7 separate regions of the Sus scrofa genome follow, and all the other regions are linked to region 4. A link is a contact called in public Hi-C, HiChIP or PLAC-seq and promoter capture Hi-C data. All regions are on one chromosome and are shown on one strand. The core of a region is the stretch at or near the end of the contact, and the rest is flanking DNA. Distances in the headings are between cores, read along the strand shown.

Evidence for each region. Promoter capture Hi-C pulls out the DNA fragments that hold promoters and counts their contacts. A called contact is a pair of places that touch in the nucleus more often than the background predicts. HiChIP or PLAC-seq counts read pairs in DNA pulled down with a chosen protein or histone mark.
Region 1: a Hi-C map of liver shows a contact between it and region 4, with 3 times the contacts expected there. The contact joins the promoter of MPV17L2 here to the promoter of ELL in region 4. A contact is called at or near these places in 2 of 47 Hi-C or Micro-C datasets (heart right ventricle and liver) and 1 of 2 datasets of contacts at active chromatin or transcription factors (alveolar macrophages).
Region 2: a promoter capture Hi-C map of liver shows a contact between it and region 4, with 2.5 times the contacts expected there. The contact joins the promoter of ARMC6 here to the promoter of ELL in region 4. A contact is called at or near these places in 2 of 5 promoter capture datasets (fetal liver and liver) and 1 of 2 datasets of contacts at active chromatin or transcription factors (alveolar macrophages).
Region 3: an H3K27ac HiChIP or PLAC-seq map of skeletal muscle shows a contact between it and region 4, with 3 times the contacts expected there. The contact joins the promoter of HOMER3 here to the promoter of ELL in region 4. A contact is called at or near these places in 1 of 5 promoter capture datasets (liver) and 2 of 2 datasets of contacts at active chromatin or transcription factors (alveolar macrophages and skeletal muscle).
Region 5: a contact with region 4 is called in an H3K27ac HiChIP or PLAC-seq map of alveolar macrophages. The contact joins the promoter of CERS1 here to the promoter of ELL in region 4. A contact is called at or near these places in 2 of 5 promoter capture datasets (fetal skeletal muscle and liver) and 1 of 2 datasets of contacts at active chromatin or transcription factors (alveolar macrophages).
Region 6: a contact with region 4 is called in a promoter capture Hi-C map of liver, with 3 times the contacts expected there. The contact joins the promoter of SLC25A42 here to the promoter of ELL in region 4. A contact is called at or near these places in 1 of 5 promoter capture datasets (liver) and 1 of 47 Hi-C or Micro-C datasets (liver).
Region 7: a Hi-C map of skeletal muscle shows a contact between it and region 4, with 6 times the contacts expected there. The contact joins the promoter of DDX49 here to the promoter of ELL in region 4. A contact is called at or near these places in 1 of 5 promoter capture datasets (liver), 1 of 47 Hi-C or Micro-C datasets (skeletal muscle) and 1 of 2 datasets of contacts at active chromatin or transcription factors (alveolar macrophages).

What each region holds. Positions count from the first base shown.
Region 1 is chr2:59,611,733-59,614,786 of Sscrofa11.1, reverse strand. It overlaps MPV17L2 (mpv17-like protein 2), which reads left to right and starts at 1,625. Exons shown (of 5, transcript XM_003123505.3): 1 at 1,625-2,106; 2 at 2,665-2,835. The coding sequence starts at 1,875.
Region 2 is chr2:58,826,941-58,829,857 of Sscrofa11.1, reverse strand. It overlaps ARMC6 (armadillo repeat containing 6), which reads left to right and starts at 1,449. Exons shown (of 8, transcript NM_001243929.1): 1 at 1,449-1,750. SUGP2 (SURP and G-patch domain-containing protein 2) reads right to left here and starts at 1,849. Exons shown (of 11, transcript XM_021083458.1): 1 at 1,577-1,849.
Region 3 is chr2:58,912,431-58,915,296 of Sscrofa11.1, reverse strand. It overlaps HOMER3 (homer protein homolog 3), which reads right to left and starts at 1,348. Exons shown (of 10, transcript XM_021083465.1): 1 at 1,141-1,348.
Region 4 is chr2:59,275,325-59,278,500 of Sscrofa11.1, reverse strand. It overlaps ELL (RNA polymerase II elongation factor ELL), which reads right to left and starts at 1,337. Exons shown (of 13, transcript XM_021083507.1): 1 at 1,159-1,337. The coding sequence starts at 1,293.
Region 5 is chr2:58,950,265-58,953,094 of Sscrofa11.1, reverse strand. CERS1 (ceramide synthase 1) reads right to left here and starts at 1,572. Exons shown (of 7, transcript XM_021083472.1): 1 at 1,058-1,572. The coding sequence starts at 1,306.
Region 6 is chr2:58,801,800-58,805,027 of Sscrofa11.1, reverse strand. It overlaps SLC25A42 (mitochondrial coenzyme A transporter SLC25A42), which reads left to right and starts at 1,672. Exons shown (of 8, transcript XM_021083444.1): 1 at 1,672-3,228. The coding sequence starts at 3,125. It overlaps LOC100511007 (a long non-coding RNA gene), which reads right to left. Exons shown (of 2, transcript NR_045043.1): 2 at 1,787-3,228.
Region 7 is chr2:58,929,321-58,932,494 of Sscrofa11.1, reverse strand. It overlaps DDX49 (probable ATP-dependent RNA helicase DDX49), which reads left to right and starts at 1,785. Exons shown (of 13, transcript XM_003123539.4): 1 at 1,785-1,950; 2 at 2,813-2,936. The coding sequence starts at 1,836. COPE (coatomer subunit epsilon) reads right to left here and starts at 1,566. Exons shown (of 10, transcript XM_003123536.4): 1 at 1,357-1,566. The coding sequence starts at 1,482.

The DNA of each region.
Region 1 (3,054 bases), core at 376-2,875, 340 kb before region 4:
AAAGGTAAGAGCACTGAGAACTTGGGCGTTCCTGTCGTGGCTCAGTGGTTAACGAACCTGACTAGTAACCATGAGGTTGAGGGTTCAATCCCTGGCCTTGCTCGGTAGGTTAAGGATCCCGTGAGCTGTGGTGTAGATCGAAGACGCGGCTCGGATCAGACGTTGCTGTGGCTGTGGTGTAGGCCAGTAGCTGTAGCTCCAATTCGACCCCTAGCCTGGGAACCTCCATATGCCGTGGGTGCAGCTCTCAAAAGACCAAAAAAAAAAAAAACAAAAAAAACAAAAAGAGCACTGAGAACTATGTCTAGATACTTACATAGCAACAAGACAATGGGAGGAAAAATTATGTATATATGTATGTGCAACTTGATCCCCATGCTGTACAGTGTAAATAAATAAATAAATAAATAAATTTTTTTTTAAATGTAAGAAACAGTCTTAGCTCACGAGCCTGACCAAAACAGGAAGCAACATGATTTGGTTCACAGACCATAGCTTGCGACACCCCTATCCTATGCAGTTTTTCCATTTCCAAACACGAATTTTTCCCCTACAGGAACACAGGAGGCAAAATGGGGATGTAGGAGGTCCTACTGTGGCTCAGTGGTAACGAACCCGACTAGTATCCATGAAAATGCGGGTTGAATCCCTGTCCTCCATTAGTGGGTTAAGGATCCCGAGAGCGCGAGCTGTGGTGTAGGTCGCAGACAAGGCTTGGAGACAGCGTTGGGGCGGCTGTGGTGTAGGCTGGCAGCTGCAGCTCTGGTAGGATCTCTAGCCTGGGAACTTCCACAAGCTGCAAGCAAGGCCCTAAAAAGTACACACACACACACACGGGGGTGGGGCGGGGGGATGTAATTGTTCCTACAGCATCGCAAAGTTGATGTGAGGTGTCTTAACGAACGGCACGCCCCCAGAACTGTGCCGAATATTTATTATGCTGGAACTGAGGGCATAAGCCCCGCTACGTTCAGGTCTAAGACAAGAATGCCATTTTGCTTCCGCGCGCAGCAGAACTGTAGTCCCGCCCCCACTTTCCTGAGTCTTTCCAGCTTTGGACTTTAGCTCAAGTATCCGTCACGGCCACAGGTCCGAAGTCCCTTCTCAAGAATTCCGGGAGGGAGTTCCCGTCGTGGCGCAGTGGTTAACGAATCCGACTAGGAACCATGAGGTTGTGGGTTCGATCCCTGCCCTTGCTCAGTGGGTTAACGATCTGGCGTTGCCATGAGCTGTGGTGTAGGTCGCAGACATCTTGCGTTGCTGTGGCTCTGGTGTAGGCTGGCAGCTACAGCTCCGATTAGACCCCCTAGCCTTGGAACCTCCATATGCCGCGGGAGCGGCCCAAGAAATGGCAAAAAGACAAAAAAAAAAAAAAAGAATTCCGGGAGAATCTGTAAATATGGAGGGCAACTAGACAAGAGAACTCGGTAACTAAAATCTGCTATCTCAACGCTATAGGCAAGATGACAGTGATTTGCCAGCATAATGCTAGTCTGAGGGAGTCTCCGATTGGTCAGTGCCTTGCTGGGTAGGGTAGAAAGAGTGTAGCGGCAGTTACCCATAGGCCAGAGCAGAAAGGGGCGGGGAAACGAGGCTGGAAGGTCAGCAATCAGCTTTCGCGTAGTGACTCGAAGCTTACTTTCGATTGATCTGTAAAGACGCGGAAGGCTGAGCGAGGCTTCTTTCGGCGATTGGCCCCAGGACGGGATCCGGAGCTTTGATTCGATAATACCTGGTAAAGTGACACGCCCATCGGTCGGCGATTGACGCGGGTGACTGGAGGAGGGCATGCAAATCAGGAAGACAGCGTGCGATTGGCAAGCACTGCACAGGGCAGGCATCCCCGGCGCGGCAATCACTTGCGATTGGTCGGCATGGGATGGGCGGCCGGTGCGCCGGTTCCCGGGTCCCAGCGGACGATGGCGTCTGGTGGCTGGCGCTGGCTCCGCAGCCTGTTGGCCGCGGGGCAGCCTCTGTTCCAAGGCCGTGCGCTGCTCGTCACCAACACGCTGGGCTGCGGCGCTCTCATGGCGGCCGGAGACGGCGTGCGCCAGTCCTGGGAGATCCGCGCCCGGCCGGGCCAGAAGTTCGACCCTCGGCGTTCAGGTGAGAGGTCCAGGGCAGATGGCTTTTAACTTCAGAGGGCCTTTGGCCCGACCTCAGATTCGGAGATCAGACCCGTGCGCCGTGACCCCTAACCTGTGGCCTCAGTCCCCCGCAAGACTTTTGACCCCACGTGCATCCTAAACAGCCCTTGCCCAGGTCTCCATCCCCTCTCCCTTAGGACTCTTAATCTCCACCCATACGTAGGGTTTCTGTCCACTCACATTGAGTACAGGATGCTGACCCCCAAATAGTAAAGGGCGCAGCGTCAGGCCCCAGCCAGCCTAGGATCACACCCTACCTTCCCTACCTTCAGTGACTCTGTTTCTGCCCCTGGAAAGCGGGGTGATGATAGAACCCTCTGACAGGGTGGTAAGGGATGAGGCAAGAAGATACAAAAGCAGCCCTTGGAATGGTGCTTGGTGCTGAGGCTAGTAATGGAAAAATTTATGGTTAGGCTCTGGGAAAGTGTCAGGCCTACCTAGGTATTCGCTAGGGAGGGAGTGGAATGGAGGGTTTGCTTGTGTAATATGGTGCCCCTGACTCTTGGACTGCCCACAGCGAGCATGTTTGCGGTGGGCTGCAGCATGGGCCCCTTCCTGCACTACTGGTACCTCTGGCTGGACCGCCTGCTCCCTGCATCCGGCTTCCGTGGCCTCCCAAACGTCCTCCGGAAGGTCCTCGTCGACCAAGTAGTGGCCTCTCCCATGCTGGGCGTCTGGTATTTCTTGGGTAAGGAGCCCTGTGATCTTGGGTTTTTCCTCTCATAGGTTGAGAGAGGCAGAGCCAGCTTTGTATTAAGAAGGATGTGGGAGTTCCCATCGTGGCCCAGTGGAAACGAATCTGATTAGAATCCATGAGGACGAAGGTTCAATTCCTGGCCTCGCTCAGTGGGTTAAGGATCCAGCATTGCCGTGAGCTGTGGTGTAGCTTGCAGATGCGTCTCAGATC
Region 2 (2,917 bases), core at 200-2,699, 450 kb after region 4:
CTCTGCCCTCATGAACCTCAGAGGTGTGTGTTAGCTGAGAAGGAGCAAGACAAGCATGTTGATCTCGGACAATTTATTTTGCTTCTCTAAGCTCATTTCCTCAGAATCCCTTAAAAGCAGCTCTATAAAAGCAGTCCTGTCTCCTGGGGTTACTGAAGGACTGCACGAAGCAATACATAAAACTGAACACAACAGTGTAGGGGAGCAGGGACAAACCTAACCTTGCAAATGGTGGTTAGGGAAGATGTGATATTTCCCATTTCTGTTTTCCCATTTCACAGACAGAGCAAAGAAACTCTGAGAGCAGACTTCCCCTCTGACAGAGAATTCTCAGTGAGTGAGTGGAGAAGTCCCTGACCAGTGACAATGACCTACTGACAGAGCTTACTCTGTGCCAGGTCCTGCTGCAGGGGAGGGAATCCCACAAGCCCATTTACTTCTCACACCAACCCAGGAAAGAAGTGGGTCCTATTATGAATAAAATTATACAAAAATGCAAAAGGGAAATTCAGACTCAGTGACCCATGCAAGGTCAGGTAGCCCAGACTGGAACCTGGCACACAGGGCCCTGGTGGTGGGGACAAAGCCCTAAAGGCTGAGTAGAAAAAGACTGAAAAACAAAACAGGGGAATCCAGTAGCAATGTCCTTTACCACCAAGATATCCCTTCCATCTTGAAATCTCCAACCTCAAAACCCAAACTTGTTTCTGCCTTATACTCATTTCTTATAATCATCACCTCCTTTTCCCATCCTTCAGCCCTTTTTCTGAGGCACCCCTTGCTCTGTGCTATCGAAGGGGAGGGTCTCCCGGCCAGGTGGCCCGGGATCAATTCAAGTGACCTAACCTTTCTGAGCCTCCACTTCCCCACCTATAGAATGGGCAGCTCATGATGAGGAGTTGCTGTGGGGATGGAATCGGTTAAAAAAAAAAAAAAAAGCAAACAGCCGAATTCAGCGACCCGCCGCCGTTACTGTCCCACTAGAGGGGCTGTTCCAGGCTCAGGCTGAATGAATGAACGAACGAATAAACCCCTTCGGGAGCGGCCCGCCTCCTCTCAGCCTCCGAAGATGAAGAAAAGGGGGCGTCAGGCCCGGGAGGCCGCAGACCGCCCCCCAGGCTGACGCGGCCGCCGCGCAGCCCAAGGGCCGAGCCCGCTGCGCCATCGCGGGGACCCAGGGTTCCCGGTGTTGCGCCCAAGCCCCACCACCCCGGGGTCCACCCGCAGACGACGCCCGGGCCCGGGCCTCACCCCGAGCCCACCGCGCGCGGAGCCGCCCCCGCCACCGCCTCAGGCTCCTCACCCGCCGCCGCCACCGCGCGAGGCGGGGACATGCAAATGAGCCAACGGTCTCCGCAGCGCCGCGCCGCGCAGGCGCAGGCCGCCACCGAGCCGGGATGCACGGACGCAGGCAGCGGTCGCCAAACCCTTCTGCGCAGGCGCACTGCCTGGTCTTCGGGGCGGATACTCCCGAGGCAAAAAAATTTGTCTGCCGGCGGCGGCGGTAACGGGAAGCAGGCCGGAAAAGGTGGCAGAGACGCCGCTGCCTCACACCTGTTGGCTCTCTTGGCCTTACCTGTACCCGCGATCACCCTTGGTCACCCAGGGAGCGGTTCTCCAGGCTGAGAGGGGCCGAGGCGAGGCGGCGCCAGCGCGCCTGCGCGCGTACGGCGGCCGAAAGGGACCAGCGGCGCTGCAGCTGGTGACAGCCGCGAACCCCACCCTTTTCCCACGTGGCCGGGAAGACCGGGTGAGAAGTGGCGACTGCCGAGCCCCCTCGCGCGCAAGGCAGGGAGTGGACGCCGTGGGGTCGGACTAGTGACCGTGGCGCGGCCTTCAAGGACTTGGTTTTGGGTAATGAAAGACTGTTACGGAAGCCGCCAGGAGACAAAATTACCCACTTCCTTGCTTTTCGCTTTCTTTTCATTTATTCATTCTTTCAGCACCTGTATATGTACTGAGTGACTGTTGCATGTCCGTCCCCATGCTAGGCTGGTGGGGGTGGGGGGATGGAGGAAGGTGTTTAACAAAAGGAGCTCCAGCTCTCATGCAGTTAAATTTCATTGGGGGAGGAGGCTAGACAGCAAAAGCAAATAAATAAATGAACTATTTCGCTCCATGTTGAGATAATGTTAAAATTATAAAAGAGTGATGTGATGGGAGAGCGGGGGATGCTTTGACCAGAGTGATTATGAAGGCTGTCCCTTGGATAGCTGGGAAGAATGAGAAAGAAGCAGGGAAGCACAGGTGAGAAGGTCCCGGTAGGAAAAGTGCTGGTAAGGAGACTGGCTTTGGTTTTGGTTTTGGTTTTGGCTGCACCCATGGCATGCGGGACTTCCTGGGCCGGGGATAGAACTCCCGCTGCCACAGCAGTGCCCCAAGCCATAGCAATGACAACATGGGATCCTTAACTGCTAGGCCACCAGGGAACTCATGGGTCTTGTTCTCAAAGGTTGGAAAGCCACTGCAGAATTTTGAATAGGTGAGTGAGGTGGTCCCTGAGCTTTCAAGTCTCTCTCTGGCTGCCTTGTGGAGAGTAGAGGCTCTGGGTATGGCAGGGAGAAAGCAGGTGAGGCCACCTGAACCAGGGTGGGTGTGGCAGGTGAAGGGAGAGGAATCATGCAGAGTCCTTGGCTCATCAGGACAGTTTTTTTGATAAGCAGAACTGTGGCTTTAAAAGGGAAGCTGGCTGTCAGTTGGGAGCCTTGATGACTCCCTTCCCCCTAACATGCCTTGGATGCAGTACCAGAGCTGGTAATGCTTTGTCTCTCCTCTTCTGGCTGAGGCTATTCCCCAGGTGGCTCCCAGGTGACCATTCCCAGGCACCATCTTTCTCATAAGCTCCAGATCTATACTTTCTTTCCTTTCTGTCTGTCTGTCTGTCTGTCTGTCTGTCTTTCTGTCTTTCTGTCTTTCT
Region 3 (2,866 bases), core at 99-2,598, 360 kb after region 4:
CCCCTCAGCTTCCACCTTAGGGCAGAGGCACACCTCAGAGTCAAAGCCCCCAGGGAGCCCTCAGCCTAGTTAAAAAAACAAGATGTGGCTAAACAGGTTCAAGGTGGTGGCCTCCAATCACCACTCAGTCCGCATCACCTCTCACCACTTAATCTGAACACCCTGGGGTTGGGGGGGGAGTCCTAGGGGAGGACCTGGGGGAAGGGGGAGGCAAACTAAGGGAAGAGAGGCCCCGACCCAGCAGCCTCCATGGTCAGAGGGGGAATGCCCCCCTCCTCTGTCCTGGGCAGCTGCTGTCCCGGTCACAGGGTCTGAAACCGGAGCCCCTGGGTGGGGGAGGGGCAGCGACTTTGGCCAGGGTTGGGGCTAGGTCCCGGGTTGAGCCAGGGTTCCGGGCGCAGGGGGTCCCAGAAACTCGGGCCTCCCTGCCCGGATGCTCCTGCAGCGATTCTAGGCGTTGGGGAAAGTTACTCACCAACTAGTCATGCGCCTCGGACGCCGCTGCTGCCGGCAGCGGGGCTCCCAAAGGGGGGCCTGACCCCGCCCGGTGTACTGGATCCACAATCGCGTGAGGGGGCGAAGCCCCACCCCAGGAACCCCAGCCCAGGGGATCTGAGGAGATACTCGCTCAGAATCGAATCCCCACCCGTCAGAAGCGGGGTGCCCCATGTGCGCCCCAAATGCAGGAAGTGCCATCCCGGACCTTGGTATTTCCAAGATCCCTGCTACGCCTCCCCCCCTCCCCCTGACTCCGGATCCAGAACTTCGGGGACGTGTTATCTACCTCCTGCAACTACAGGTCCAGAACTTAGGGGATCCTCCCCGCTGTCCCTGGCTCTTGAACTTCGGGGACCCCTGCCACCCTTCCATCCCCAGGTCTGGAATTTCGGCGTCCCCTCGCGCCTCCCCTCCACCTTAGGTCCGGAATTTGGGGAACCCGGCGTACTGTGCCCTCCTCGACCCCGACTCCGGAACTTCGGGGTTCCTGTGCCCTCTCAAGCCCTGGAACTTCGGGGCTCCCTGATCCGCCCCCAGCCTCCGTATTCGGAACTTCGAGGACCCCCGAGCCCTGTCCCCAGTCCCAGAACTTCGCGCCCCCAACCCCCTGCACCCAGTGCAGGCTCAGCTATCCAGGCTCACCCTGACGGCTCGGCGCCCCGCAAATGTCCGGGCGCGAGACGGGTGCGGCCCCACGGCGCCGACTCCCCGAAGCCGGGCGCCCCGCTCGCTCGCTGGCTCCGGGGCCCGCGCCCTCCTCGCCGCCCGCCGCACCGCCCGCGCCTTTGTCTGCGCCGCCGCCGCCGCCCGCGCCGCCTCCGGTCCCATCGCGGCCGGTCCCGACGCGGCCGCCGCCCGCCCCGCCTCCCCGGGCGGCCGAGGCCGTCCCGCAGCGCCCCCTGCCGGCCCTCCGCGGCGAGGGGGAGAGGGAGGGGTGGGAGCAGGGAGGAAGTGGGGAGGATTGTGGACGGGATATTAAGATGGGTACAGAAGGGGACAGGGGATGCAGTGGAGACAGAGACCCAGACCCAGAGACAGAGAGATGGAGGAGGGAGTCAGAGACAGGCCTAGGTGGACAGAATAGAATGTGGCCTCATCCTTTGTTCAAGAGTGAGCCGGACCCTCCCCATCACTGCTGCTTTTGCCTGTGATGGGGGGTCAAGTCCCTCTTCACCTGATGGGAATCCAGAGGCAGCGCACATCTGACGCCTTGTGGGTCCAGGCGTCTGCACACGGTAGGAGCTCAGTGCGTGTTTCTAGAAAACCAAAGAGACTTGGGCGGAGAGGGGCCTAGAAGAAGGTGAGAGAGAGGCAAACAGTAGGCACTTAAGGGGCTTGATACAGGATGCCCTGCTCAGAATCCCTGCCTGCTTTCCCATCCCACCCTGATCCCCCCAAACAACTGTAACAATGCTAGTGAGGGGAGTTCCTGTTGTGGCTCACCCCAAACAAACCCAACTAGTACCCAGGAGGATGTGGGTTCCATCCCTGGCCTCGCTCAGTGGGTAAAAAGATCTGGTGTTTCTGTGAGCTGTGGTGTAAGTCTCAGATGGGCCTAGATCTCAGGTTGCTGTGGCTGTGGTGAAGGCCTGCAGCTGCAGCTCTGATTCAACCCCGAGCCTGGGAACCTCCATGTGCTGTGGGTCAGGTGTGGCCCTAAAAAAAAAAAAAGAAGAAGAAAAGAAAGAAAAAGAAATGCTAGTGAGGTTGGGTTAGGATTATTGTTGCTGTGTTATAGGGTCCAAAGACTGAGGTGGAAGGAACATCATTGTCCAGGTCCCACCAAATGAGAAAATTGCCTGGAGGCCCACAGGCCTGCATTTGCCACCTCTGGTCAGAGGGAAGCCACCCCTTCATACGCTTGCTGGGAGAGGGTCCTTCTGGAACTGAGTTCAGTCTCCCCTGATCCGAGCCTGCCTGTGGGGCCCCCTTGTCAATCCTATTATCTGCCCTTTCCCTGGAGACTCCTCCCTCCAAAGTCACACAGTGCCACCGAGTTCTTGGACAGAGCACTGAGGCTCCTCAGAACCTGCACTTCCCTGAAGCTTGGAGACTCACTTGTGAGCTTTCTCAAACCTCAGAAGTGTTTGCCATTTTTTTTTCCCCTGTCTTTTTAGGGCTGAACCTAAGGAATATGAAAGTTCCCAGGCTAGGGGTCCAATCAGAACCATAGTCAACACCAGATCAGAGCCACATCTGTGATCTATGTCGCAGCTTGTGGCAACGAGGGATCCTTAACCCACTGAGCAATGCCTGGGATTGAACCCACATCCTCATGGATACTAGTTGGGTTCTTAACCTGCTGAGCCACAACAGAAACTCCTCCTTTTCTTGTTCTAGTATATTTGTCTGCCCCCATCCCCACCCC
Region 4 (3,176 bases), core at 88-2,587:
GGGCGGGGCCTTCCTGAACCTGACACCAGACCCCTTGCTCCCCCTAGCCACGATGAAGCCCCTACTTTCCCAGTGAGGAGGTAAAAGGGCTCCCAAACCACTTCCCCTCAGGACCTGACCACTGGGCACCTGCAACTTCTGTCCCAACACAGGAGGAGGGCGCCATGACACAAACAGAAATGGGAAGAAGCAGTTTCTGACCAGGGCCCCAGATGTACCCTACAGTCAGGCCTGAAAGAAGGTACACAGAAGCCTCTCCCCAACCCCCCCCACCCCCCGCCAGGTGGCAGAACTGAAACGCCTTGAACTTAGCCAGATGGACCCAAATCAGCCCCTGAGAAGTTTGTGAGTCAGGAGCCAGGTGCGGTGGCCAGAGCTCCCTCCCAGGTGCCCACCACAGGCTCCCAATCTTCTAAAGGCACCATACCAGCAATCCCCCCCTCCACAATCACAGCCTCTTCTTCTCAAAACACTCCTACTCTCTAAAGGTGTCCAGTGAGACCTGGTCACCTGGGGAGTTGGAGGCGAGTTGACAGGTTTTGCCCAAATTTCCTTTCCCAGGAACGAAAAGTGAACCCAACTCCAGGGGCCTCATTGGAAAGCATCAAAGACAGCCCCCAAGTGCAGACACAACCTCCCCATACAAACGGAACAAAACCCCACAGGTGCTCCGACAGCGGTGCCCCACTGACCCACCCTACCAGTGACCAAGACGGAAAAGCTGCTCCTCGGGAGTGCAGGCAGTCATCCCTACCGGCCATCCCGCAAAGGAGCCAAAGAAGCCCCAAACCCCCACCTCCGAGCTCGGACAGCGGGGCCTCCACCCCTTCCCCTGAACAGGTGAAAAGACCAGTTCCTGCTCAGGTGCCGGATGGGCCGAGAAAGGCGCCGGACAGACCCCCTATCCCCAGACCAGGAGCGAGAGTTCGGGCCCCATGGCCGCCCCGGGCCACCCGCCAGGTTCTCCTCCCGGCGCCGAGGTTCCCTGCGCTCCGAGCCGGACAGGCGCCTACCCCGCGCCCCGCTGGCCCAGGAACTCACAAGCAGCACCTAAGAAGCCGGACCCCGCGCCCCCAGGCTAGGACGCCGTGGCGAGAGGAGCGCGAGGCCGACCTGCGTCCCGATGTCCCCGACGGCCGCACCGCCTGCACCGCTCACCTGGCAGACGCGGTAATTCTCGAAGGCCCTCAGAGCACTGTCGGTGAGCTTCACGTGGAACACGGACACCTTGCTACCGTCGCTCACTCGCCCGCACGACAGCCCGTAGCTCCGAGCCTCCTTCAGCGCCGCCATCTTGCGACCATCGCTCCCCCGCCCCCCCTTCCCGGCTCCAGTGCGGGCGGTGCGCCGGCCACGCCCCACCCTGCTGCCCGCTGACGTGCTGCATTATTCATAAGACGCGGCTGGCCACGCCCTCGCCGGAACCCCCCTAGAACCACAGACGCCGCGGTACCGCCCGCTGACGTGCTGCACTATTCATGAGATGCGGCTGGCCACGCATCATGTGGGCCCAGGGAATCCCATAGTTACCGCCCCGACTTCCTGCATTTTCGTAAGGCGTGGATGGACTCCCCCCATCCCTAACCTCTCAAGACCCTAGAGGTGTCCACTTCCGCGCCCGGACTCCGCCTCGACACGCGCGCTCCTTCAAGCCCCGCCTCAGTGTGTATTATTCATGATCTTGACTCAGCCAGGCAAGTCGAAGCACCGCCCCACCAGCCAATGACGTGATGTATTATTTATGAGGTCTCTCCAAGTCTTCCGTCTTTGGCTTCAGCGAGGAGCCGCATTGAGGGCGTGGGAGGGGGCGGGGCCCGCGCAAAGCACGTGGGGGGAGGGATCCGCTGCTGGATGGGCGTGGCTATGTAAACTGAGCGCGCGTTGGACGCTGGGTTGGGCTAATAGGGTTCCCCTAAGGTGGGCCTGGGGCTGTTGGATGATTGGGGGTCAGATTAACTTTGCTCATGGTAACAGTAGATTTCTTTTTAAATTAAAATATAGTTAATTTACAGTGTTGTGCTAAGGGTAGACTTAGAATAAAATCCTACACCCCCCAGAGCCCTGAGAGATGGTGATTGTCCTGCTCACCCATTAAAAAAAAAAATTTCACCTATCATGAAGTTAGTTAATGTGTACAATTCTGTGGCATTTAATACATCCACAATGCTGTGCAGCCACTACCACCATCTAGTTCCAGAACGTTTTCATCACCCCTAAAGGAAAAACCCACACCCACAAAGTAGTCACTCCTCATTCCCCCTTCCCAGGCCCTAGTAACCACTAACCTACTTTCTGTATCTATGGACATTTCTCTTTTTTCCTTTTTTGGCTGCCCCGTGGCATATAGAGTTCCCTGGGCCAGGGATCAGATCCAAGCCTCAATCCAGACCTAAGCCTCAGCTGCAGCAACTCCAGATCTTTTACCTACTGTGCCAGGCCAGGGCTCAAACCTGCATCCTGGCACTGCAGAGACACCGCAGATCCTGTTGCACAATAGCAGGGACTCCTTCTCATTTTAATCTAATTACAGACAGTGGTCATAGGATGAAGTGAGGCAAGGGAGGAAGGTGAATTCAGGGACTTTCTATGTGTTTCTACCCAGATGATCTTGTTAGCTCTGCCTATCACTACCAGGCCGGCACTGCCATCTATTTACCCCTTGACCATGAACCTAAAGGCTGATCCTAAAGGCAATGCTAGATTCCTTGCAACTTTTTCCCATGCCTGTCATTAATATCTCCGTTTACAAATGGAGAAACAGAATCAAAGGAATGAGACAGCAGGGGTATACACCCTGCCAGTGAATGGCCTGCCTGAAACTTTGAACTTGGATCTTTCTGACCCAGAGCCCTCCCGACTACATTTTTTCCTGCCTCTGCTACCTGGGTCCCTTTCTATATTGCAGTGTTCCTAATTCTCTTAACTTCTCTAAGCCCTCAGTTTCCTCATCTGGCAGATGGGTCCAAACCACTGTATCCTTTCTATATTTCTTCATTGAAAACCTCCAGCACTGGGTGGTTGTGCTGAATTAATAATGGATGTCATTTAATACGCACAACACAGCTATCAGCCCATTTCATAGATGAGAACAAGGGTCAGAGAGGTCTCACATGCTACTGCAGAAATTCCAACTCCAGCCTGTTTGAGCCCAAGGCCAAAACTCTGGGATCCTCCAC
Region 5 (2,830 bases), core at 323-2,822, 330 kb after region 4:
AGTGGGGACAATGGAAGCCGGACAACACCCCATCCCTGACTTAACAAGGGCCAGCCTCTTCCCAGCCAGCAGAGAAAAAAAGGCCCCTTTGTTGGCTCTGGGCGTTCTGTCCCTGCATCCCCTGCCACCTCCAGTCAGACAGGCGAAGTAACCCCAGCTGGTCCTCAGGGCAGTCACAACCAAGCTAGGGGCCCAAACGCCTTCCCACGAGCTTCCACAGCAGCGACCCCTCCCCAAGAATGGGAGGGAGGCCAGTCACCAATGTCACCCCCTCAATTACTCTCCTAGGAGGTGGAGAGGGAGGTGGCCTTCCCAGGCTTGCTGAAAACTGACTAATTCGGTCGCGAGCCCTTGGAAGCCACACAGTTCAGCTTCGAAGACCCAAGCCGTGCCATCTCCCCAAAGGCTGTGAACACGGCGTGGCCGGGGAGCCCAGGCCCTTGCATCCCTTGGTCAGAGGGTGGCGCTGATTCCAGACAGGCGCGCGGCAGCGACCCAGCAGCTCCTGCCTTTTCCCAGCACAGCGGACAAGCCAGTCCCGCTGCCACACCGATCCCGGACACCGCTCTGGTTCCGAGCGCGCCCTGCAAGGCCCAGAGGCACAAGGCGCAGGCGGCCCCTGTGCGCCGAGCTTTTCCAACCCGCGTCCTCCGTTCCTCCGTCCCCAGCTCCTCCCGGCCCTAGTGTGCGCGGCAGCTCAGGCCCTCCCACCGCCTGGGGCTCCCGCACCAGCCGGAATGGGTGGTGCCCGAATTCCCCTACATCTTTTAACAGGCTACTCGTGTCCGGGTCCCCACGTTCTAGGCTTCCCCCAACCCGGCCACACCCCCGCATCCACCCCCACCCCCACCGCCATCCCGCACTGACCGAAAGGGGCACGAGGCGGCCCAGGATTCGGCGCCCCGAGCTCCTTCGGCCCGAGGCCCCCCACGTTCCAGTCACTCTGGCTCACGGAGATAGGGGGCGCGCGGCGGCCCGGGGTCTCCGTCCCGGGACCCTCAAACATCCCAGCTCCGCAACCCGGGGCACCCAAGTCCTGACCCCCAGCAGCACTGACCCGAAAGAGGCGCGAAGTGGCCGCCGAGCGCAGCGCGGTCCAGCCGAGCGCGCCCAGCGCCAGCAGCAGCAGCTCGGGCGGCGCCAGGTGCGCGTGCTCGGCCAGGCCGCGGCGCGCCAGCCCCCAGCCGCAGTCCGCGCAGCCCCGCGCTGCCGCCAGCGCGCTGCCCCAGCCGCGCTGCACGAGCTGCGCGTAGCTCGGCATGGGCTCGGGCCCGGCCGGCCCCGCCGCAGTCCCCGCCGCCGACATGCAGCCCGTTAGCCGGCCGTCTCGGCCGTCTGCGCCCGCCCGCGGTGGCCGCCGGAGCTGTGCGCCCCGCGTCACGCGCCGCAGTTGGGCCGGGGGCGCGCCGGCCAGAGCGCGGGGGACGGAGAGGCGGGGCCGGCTCTAGCTCCGCCCCACGGGGACTCGGGGTGGGGGCGCGGCGTCCGTGATTTGGGGGCGCGCCGAAGCTGAGTTCCCTGGAGGCAGTGGCGGCGACCTCCGGCTCACAAGTCCCGGCGTTGTCGCGTCGCGTCCTGGAGGCGGGCCCACGCTCGGGCTCATTTTCCAGCGAAGGAAACCCAGGAGCCGGGGAGGCGGGGGGAAGGGGGTGTCTGCCCAGCGCCCGCCTGACTGAACCCGCTAGCAGGGCCAGAGCGGCCCCATGTCTCCACCCCGTACCCGCCTGGATGCCCTTGCCCACCCTGGCCTCCCCCACCCCACCAGGCTGTCCACGACTTGGGGCACGATGGTCACCAACAGGCCGTGCTCTGGACCGACAGAGCAGGCCCTCCAGCACACCTCTCTTGCCTCCCACACTCAGACCTCATTGTTCACTGACATGAGGGCCCACCTGCTGCCTCCGTGACCCTGAGGACTTCGGAGGCCTCCCTGCCGCAGGTTAACATAGACCTTGAGGGAGGCTGAGGGAGTGGGTGCGCGCGCGGGGGAATTCAGAGGCTGGATCAAGACCACCATTTCATTGGGACCACTGCAGTGATCTTCCAATGTCCACTAACGGGGCCCTGTATCCGAAGCCCTACTGGCCATCAGTGAGGGTATCAGTGGCCTTTTGGGGACATCCTCTCACCTGCCACTGCTAGCCCTCATTCCCAGTCCCCAGGCCTCTGACACACCTGTGTCCCTCCCTTCCCCCTGCCTAGGAGTCCTCCCATAGCTTTTCAAGGTGCGGAGTGCAGGAATCAGTGTGGGGCGCATATGGCCACCAGCCCGACATGATCTTCAGGTGTGCAGGGGAAAGCAGGTAGAGGAGTTTCGGGGCCCTCATCCCTCCTTCCACTGCCAACCCCCTCCCCCAGTTCCTGCAGCACATCAGCATCCAGTGTGCCCCACCTTCAAATGTTCCTGAATCTAGCCACTTCTCTGCAACTGCATAGCCTTTACATGACCCTCGGCCACCCTTGTAACTCCTGCCTGGTATCATGGCCTCCTCTTTACCCTGCAGAGGCCAGAGGGAGCCTACCTGTGCCTCTTCTGCTCACAGCCTTCCACAGCTCCCATCACTCAGAGTAAAAGCCCATCTCCTGTGACTCATGACCCACCCTCATGCTCTCCTCTGCCCCCCACCTTGCTCCCTCCGTTCCAGCCACACTGGCCTCTGAGCTATAGGTGGCTTTCCAACACCCCAGGCAGTCCCACCCCAGGGCTTTTGCCCTGGCTGTTCCCCCTGCCTAGAATGGTGTTCCTCCAGGTACTGGCAGGGCTCCTCCTTCACCATTAGGCTTTACCTACCAATGTCACCTTCTTGTCCTACCTCCCTGACACCACCCT
Region 6 (3,228 bases), core at 423-2,922, 470 kb after region 4:
CCACCAACACCCCTCTCTGGAAGTCAGGTCATGAGATTTTGTTTGTTTCTTGGTTGGGATTTTTATTTGTTTGTTTTTGCCATCCCACAGCATATGGAGTTCCCTGGCCAGGGATCAGATCTGTGCTGAAATTGTGATATACATAAGTTGCATCTGTGGCAATGCTGGATCCTTAACCTACTGGGCCAGGGAGCAAACCTGTGTTCCAATGCTCCAAAGACACTGCCAACCCTGTTGTGCCACAGCAGGAACTCCATAAGATGATATTTGAGCCCTGCAAGGATATGATACCCAGTAGGTGTTCACCAGACTCAGCTTCCATCTCTTCTCCAGAGGGCAGGATGGAGACTAGGGCCTGGAAATTGCAGGGAAGCAAACCACAGTTGGGAGCTATTTGAGCAGAGACTCAGGTGGGAACATCATGGGAATATCAGGCATCTGATGGTAACCTCAAGCTAGTGACTTCCCCTTGTGAGCCCTCATTGTATCCTCAGATGGGCCCTTTGCAAAGTTATGGATTGAGAACTTAGCCGGGGGATTGTCCAGATCTAAACTGTGAGCACTTATTACAGTCTAGCTCAGCCTTGCTCCCTCCCAGGATTCTCTTGTTCTTAACTCGATTTCCACCAACACCCGCCCACACCTAGAAGAAATAAGAGCCAGTATCTGGGAATATTTGTAATCCTCTATGCCCCAGAGATTAAAGGGGTGCACTTTGTGAGTCAGAGAACAGGGTAGGCTTTGGGGAGGTGCCAGTGACACAGCCTGGTGCTGGACTGCAAGTGTCTCCCTAACTATCTGCAAAGAATCTCATGACCCCACACCTCACAGAAAAGCTGGGGCTCACAGGCCAGATGTGATCTGTGCAGGGTCAAATGCTTTCACCAGAAGGTCAAGGTGATGGCTGGAATGTAAGTTCTCCCAGGGGAGCAGCCCCAGAGAGGAAAGATCAGGTGTAGGAATCATTGTCCCTTGAGGAAACTGAGGTTCACAAGTGCATTGCCTAAGGTTGAATAGCCGAAATGTGGCCTCTGTACACCAGCACAAATTAAGACTTGGAGACAGAGTTTTGGGCAAAGCAGAAAGAACAGCTTTATTACTTTGCGAGGCAGAGGAGGCCACAGTAGGCTAACACCCTCAAAACTGTGTCCTGCCTTGAGAGGGGATAGCAAGGGGTTTTATAGGTTTAGCCTGAGAAAACAGGGCTGTTGGTAAGGATTTGGGTGCCTGTGTTCCTCTCCCTCCATAGATCATTTCAAAGTCATCAAGGCCAGAGTCAGGTGGTCTGGTGACAGTCTCTGGTGGTCTTTGGGGTTATTGAACCTTGACCTTCTCTCTGAAGTGAAGATTGCTCACAAAAGGAAGGGGGTGTTAAGGAAGTGTTTCAGATGAAAAGAAAACACCAGGTGCAATATAACTCTAACTAGAGTTTCTGTCGTGGCTCAGTGACTAATGAATCTGACTAGGAACTATGAGGTTGCGGGTTCAATCCCTGGCCTTGCTCAGTGGGTTAAGGATCCGTTGCTGCCGTGAGCTGTGGTGTAGGTCGAAGACATGGCTCAGATCTGGCGTTGCTGTGGCTCTGGTGTAGGCCGGCAGCTACAGCTCCAATTTGACCCCTAGCCTGGGACCCTCCATATGCCGTGGGAGCGGCCCTAGAAAAGACAAAAAAGACAAAAAAAAAAAAAAGAAGAAGAAGAAGAAAAGAAAGTAACCATTAGTAATAAGTTAGTGGGTCAAGGTAGGACATAATATAATGGAGACTGTTTTCCTAGTTTTGTTTTTCTTTTTTTTTTTTTTTTGGTCTTTTTGTCTTTTATGGCCGCACTGCAGCATATGGAGGTTCTCAGCCTAGGGTCAAATCGCAGCTGTAGCTACTGGCCTACACCACAGCCACAGCAATGCTGGATCCTTAACCCACTGAGAAAGGCCAGGGATTGAAGCTCCATCCTCATGGATACTACTCAGGTTCATTAACCACTGAGCCACAACAGCAACTCCTGTTTTAACTAGTTTTTTAGCCGTAACAATATTTCCTAATCATTAACTCTTGAGTCAGTTTTTTGAGACTGAGTTTGGGAGGCTAAAGAAAGTCTTTTACTTCAGAACATAAGGTCTCAGGGACTCGTACACCATATCTGTTGTAATGTCAGCTAGTGGCTGGACAAGTATTCAAACCTGTGTCACTCAGGTCCCCCATGGCTGTCCTTTGGCACGGCCTTACCCTACTTCCAAAAACCAGGCAACTTTGGGCCTGCTGAAGTGCTGTGTGAGCATGGGCAAGGATTTGACCTCTCTGTGTTCTGGTTTCTGTAAAATGGAGCCAGTAGTCGCTTTGACCTCATGGGATTCTGGTTAGGATTCAGTTAATTCACCAAAGATTTAGCAGGGAAGTGGCCTGACAGGGATGTCATTCAGTCCTGTGAGGAGCAAGTTTGTACTCGGAGAAGTCAAACATTTCCAGAAGATCACAAAGCACGTAAGATTCCACCTATTTCCACATTTTGCCATTACCCGGAGCTGTGGAGGACAGCTGAGTGACTTCCAGCGAGACTCTCTGCCCCCTCCGTATCCTTTGCAGGGGAATAGTGGGTATTTCCTATTAGTGGCCAAGTTCGCCGCTCAAGTTGGAGGTCCTGCTTCTGCACTGGGTGGCCAGAGAGCCTGACTTTGCCACAGCCTGAGGGGACCCTACGCCAGACTCCCAAGGCCACCTCGGGCCACAGTGCTCAGGGCCAAACTCTACACCTCCTTTGCTCCAAAGTCTGGTCCAGGGCGCACCGCCCACGGCCCTCGCGACTGGCCGCCGGCCCTGCCTGTCTTTGGCTTCGCAGCCAATCTCCGTCGCCCTCCGGGCTACGCCCTCCGTTCCTCGCTGCCAGTCGCGCCAGCTTCTTTGGAGCCCCGCCCTTTCTCCCAAGCGATTGGTCCTTGGGGCTGCCCATCTTCTCCGAGGGCTCCAATCTTCGCCTGCCTACAGGCCCTCGCCTCCCAGCTCCTCACACCCAGCAGGGCACCCCCGGGACCCGCAGCCTCTCCCAACAGCCCCGCCTCTATCCCCCAGTTATTGGCTGCAAGGGCTGCCCGTCCGCTTCATGCTCACCAATATCCGCCGTCTTCAGAGATGGTTGGCCAGCAGGCAGCCAATCGGAGTACAGCGTGGATCCCTCCCGCGGCGCGCGCCGAGAGTGCGCGAGGCGGGGCTGTGGCGGTGGAGGTGGCGGCGGC
Region 7 (3,174 bases), core at 536-3,035, 350 kb after region 4:
CCCAAGGTTCAGTCTCAGGTTCAAATGACAGAGAGATCTGGCCTGATCTGACCACTCTCATGCAAAGCAGTTCCCACCCCCATCTCTAATTTTTTTTCAATTTTATTTTATAGCTGCGCCACGGCATATGGAAGTTCCTGGGCCAGGGACTGAATCTGAGCCATGGCAGTGACCCAAGCCCCTGCAGCTGGATTCTTAACCCACTGTGCCACAGTGGGAACTCCCCCCACCCCCATTTCTGACTCAGTACTCTCATCTCCTCTCACCCCCATAGGGCTCAAGTTGTAATTAAGCTTTCTCTCTTCAGAACACTAAACCCTGGAGTTCCCATCGTGGCTCAGTGGTTAACGATTCCAACTAGGAACCATGAGGTTGCGGGTTCGATCTCTGGCTTTGTTCAGTGGGTTAGGGATCCAGCGTTGCTGTGAGCTTCGGTGTAGGTCGAAGACGAGGCTTAGATCCCGAGTTGCTGTGGCTGTGGTGTAAGCTGGCGGCTACAGCTCTGATTAGACCCCTAGCTTGGGAACCTCCATATGTCGCAGGTGCAGCCCTTAAAAAAAAAAAAAAAAATTCTCCAATGGCTCACTCTCAAAGTAACTGTAATATCCGTGACCCTTCCCCAAAAGTACTGCCTAAGGTCCTTTCTGCTCCCTCTCCTGTCACCCGCTCACTGCCTGGGCCCTGGACTCTATTTTTCAGCCCTCAAACAGCCAAGCCCCCTCACCACTCCCCATCACACCATCTCCTGACATCTTGTTTATTAACTTGTTAATTCTCTGTCTCCCTTGGGAGCTGAGGTTTCCAAGAGAGCTGGGAGTTTTGTCTATTTTGTACTGCTTTGAGCCCAGCACGAGCACTCTGCCTGGCTTATACAGATACTCCATGAGGAGTGAACGAATGGGCATGTTTGGAGAGAAATAATCTGGTTAATGGGACAGGGTGACATTGCGAAAAGCCTCGGAGTTCTCACCTGGACAATGAGGATAAACAACGTCCCTACTTCACAGGTATTGAGGGTATGGCGGCACAGTGTGGGCGCTGAACCAACAAGAATTACTGTTACTATTATCATTACTATAGCGTAATAACCTCGCCATTGTTATTACCATAGCGGTAAGAAACCCCTCTTTTACTCAAACGCCTCCCAGGCTAAGAGCGCTCAAAGTGAGAAGTATCATAAACTGCTGCTGCTTTGGGTTTTGTCATGGGACAGGGATAATTCCTTATCGCGCTCTAAAGAGGTGTGAGAGGAAAAACGGGACGAGGAAAGAAAGGGTTTTAAAATCAGAGCACGACCCGTGGCCAACAGGAAGCGTATTCCGCCCCCGCCTCCGCCCCTAGCATCCCCTAGCCCACCTTCACCCGCTGAGCCTCGTTGATGCACTGTTGGTAGCTGCCAATGTAGAAGGCATTCTTTACGTCGAACAACTCATCTACTTCCCCGGAGCCGCCGGAGGCCGGGCCGGGTGCCGGTGGCGCCATGTCGCTGTGTTCTTACCCCTTCCTCTTCCTGAGGACACGTCGGCCGGAAGCACAGAGCCACCGCAGAGCCTCCGGGAAATGTAGTTTACTCGGCTCCCTGGAAATGAGCTTAAAGAGGAGTTAAAGGGGCGGGAGACGCACGTGCGTTCACAGGGCATCTCGGGAATTGTAGTTGTATTCGAGTCTGCGGGCTCGGGGAAAACATGGTAAGGATATAATGAGCCTAGGAATGGCAGTAAACTGCAGAGGGTGGAGCCGCGCAAAAGGTAGATCCAATAAACGCGAAGGCTTCCCTGACGTCATCGACAAGCGCCGGAAGCACGGCTCACAGGGGTGCCGGGCTGACTGAGAGGATGGCTGGCTTTGCTGAGCTCGGGCTGTCATCGTGGCTGGTGGAACAATGTCGGCAGCTGGGTTTGAAGCAGCCCACGCCCGTGCAGCTCGGCTGCATCCCCGCCATCCTGGAGGGTGAGTGTACCTAGGCCTCTTCTACAGGAGGTTTCCCCGCTCCTGTCGCCTTACTTTGCCTTCTCGCCCCTTTTGCCCACACCGGTACCGTGGGTCGAGGGGCAGCTTTGGGGCCTCACGGGCGAGCCTGGTTTCTCGGAGTCGACTACTCAGTGTTGGCGTTTAGGCTGTACGATTGACTCGCCGTGTTTCCGCACACAAGTGGTGTAATTTCTGAAGCTCTCATAGATAGCCTCAGAGCGCTGGGATGATTTGATGAGTGACTGGTAGATAACACTGGGAAAATTCGGTAGTTTGTATTACTATCTCCATTTCATAGATGGAAACTGAGGTTGTCGGTATTACCGGTACCGACAACTGGTAAACCTAGGTAAATTTAGGACTCTAGTCTGTAGACTGCTTTTCTCCTCACTCCTCTGGCTTTTTAGGAAGCCTCAGATGGACAAATTGAGAGATTAAATAAAGCTGAAGGCATCATTTGGGAGCATAGGATGCAGATTTTGGAGAACATTCTGGGTTTCCCAAGCTTCTATCCCTGGGAAGGAGTCAAAATGAGGTAGTGATTAGTAGCAGACATCTCAGGTCAGATGCATGTGGGTTCTAGTCCAGCTTGTACTCACTGGCAGTGTGTCCTGGGCAAAGCTTTGAGATCTGTTCTCCCTTCTGTTAAGTGGGAATGGTAATGGCCTCTTCCTCCTAAAATTTGTCAGTTGCTAAAACAGTAAGTTATCAGAATCCTGAAACAGAAAGAGCACACGCCAGTATTGAGCATACAGTAACTGCTTATTAGACCTTAGCTGTTATACACTGGGCCCAGTGGAACATCTGTTATACCTCTGATGCTGCTTTGCCCTCTGTCCAGGTCGGGACTGCCTCGGCTGTGCCAAGACAGGCAGCGGCAAGACAGCAGCGTTTGTCCTGCCCATCTTGCAGAAGCTGTCTGAAGATCCCTATGGTATCTTCTGCCTCGTCCTGACACCCACAAGGTGAGCTTCTGGCCCCCAATAGGCCTCTTGGGGGAGCTAACCAGCTGTGTTCTCTTGGGCAAGCGCACTTTGCATTTGTGCAAAATGGGGACAGAGATTAAGCCCATGTCTTAGGGGTACTGAAGAATTAAACAAGATGATATGTGGAAAGTGCTGAGCATGAGGCTTGATTTAGGGCAAGCAGGAAGATCAGGAAGTAGGGACATGGGCAGAAAAGAGGCCTGGGCGGAGCTGGAGC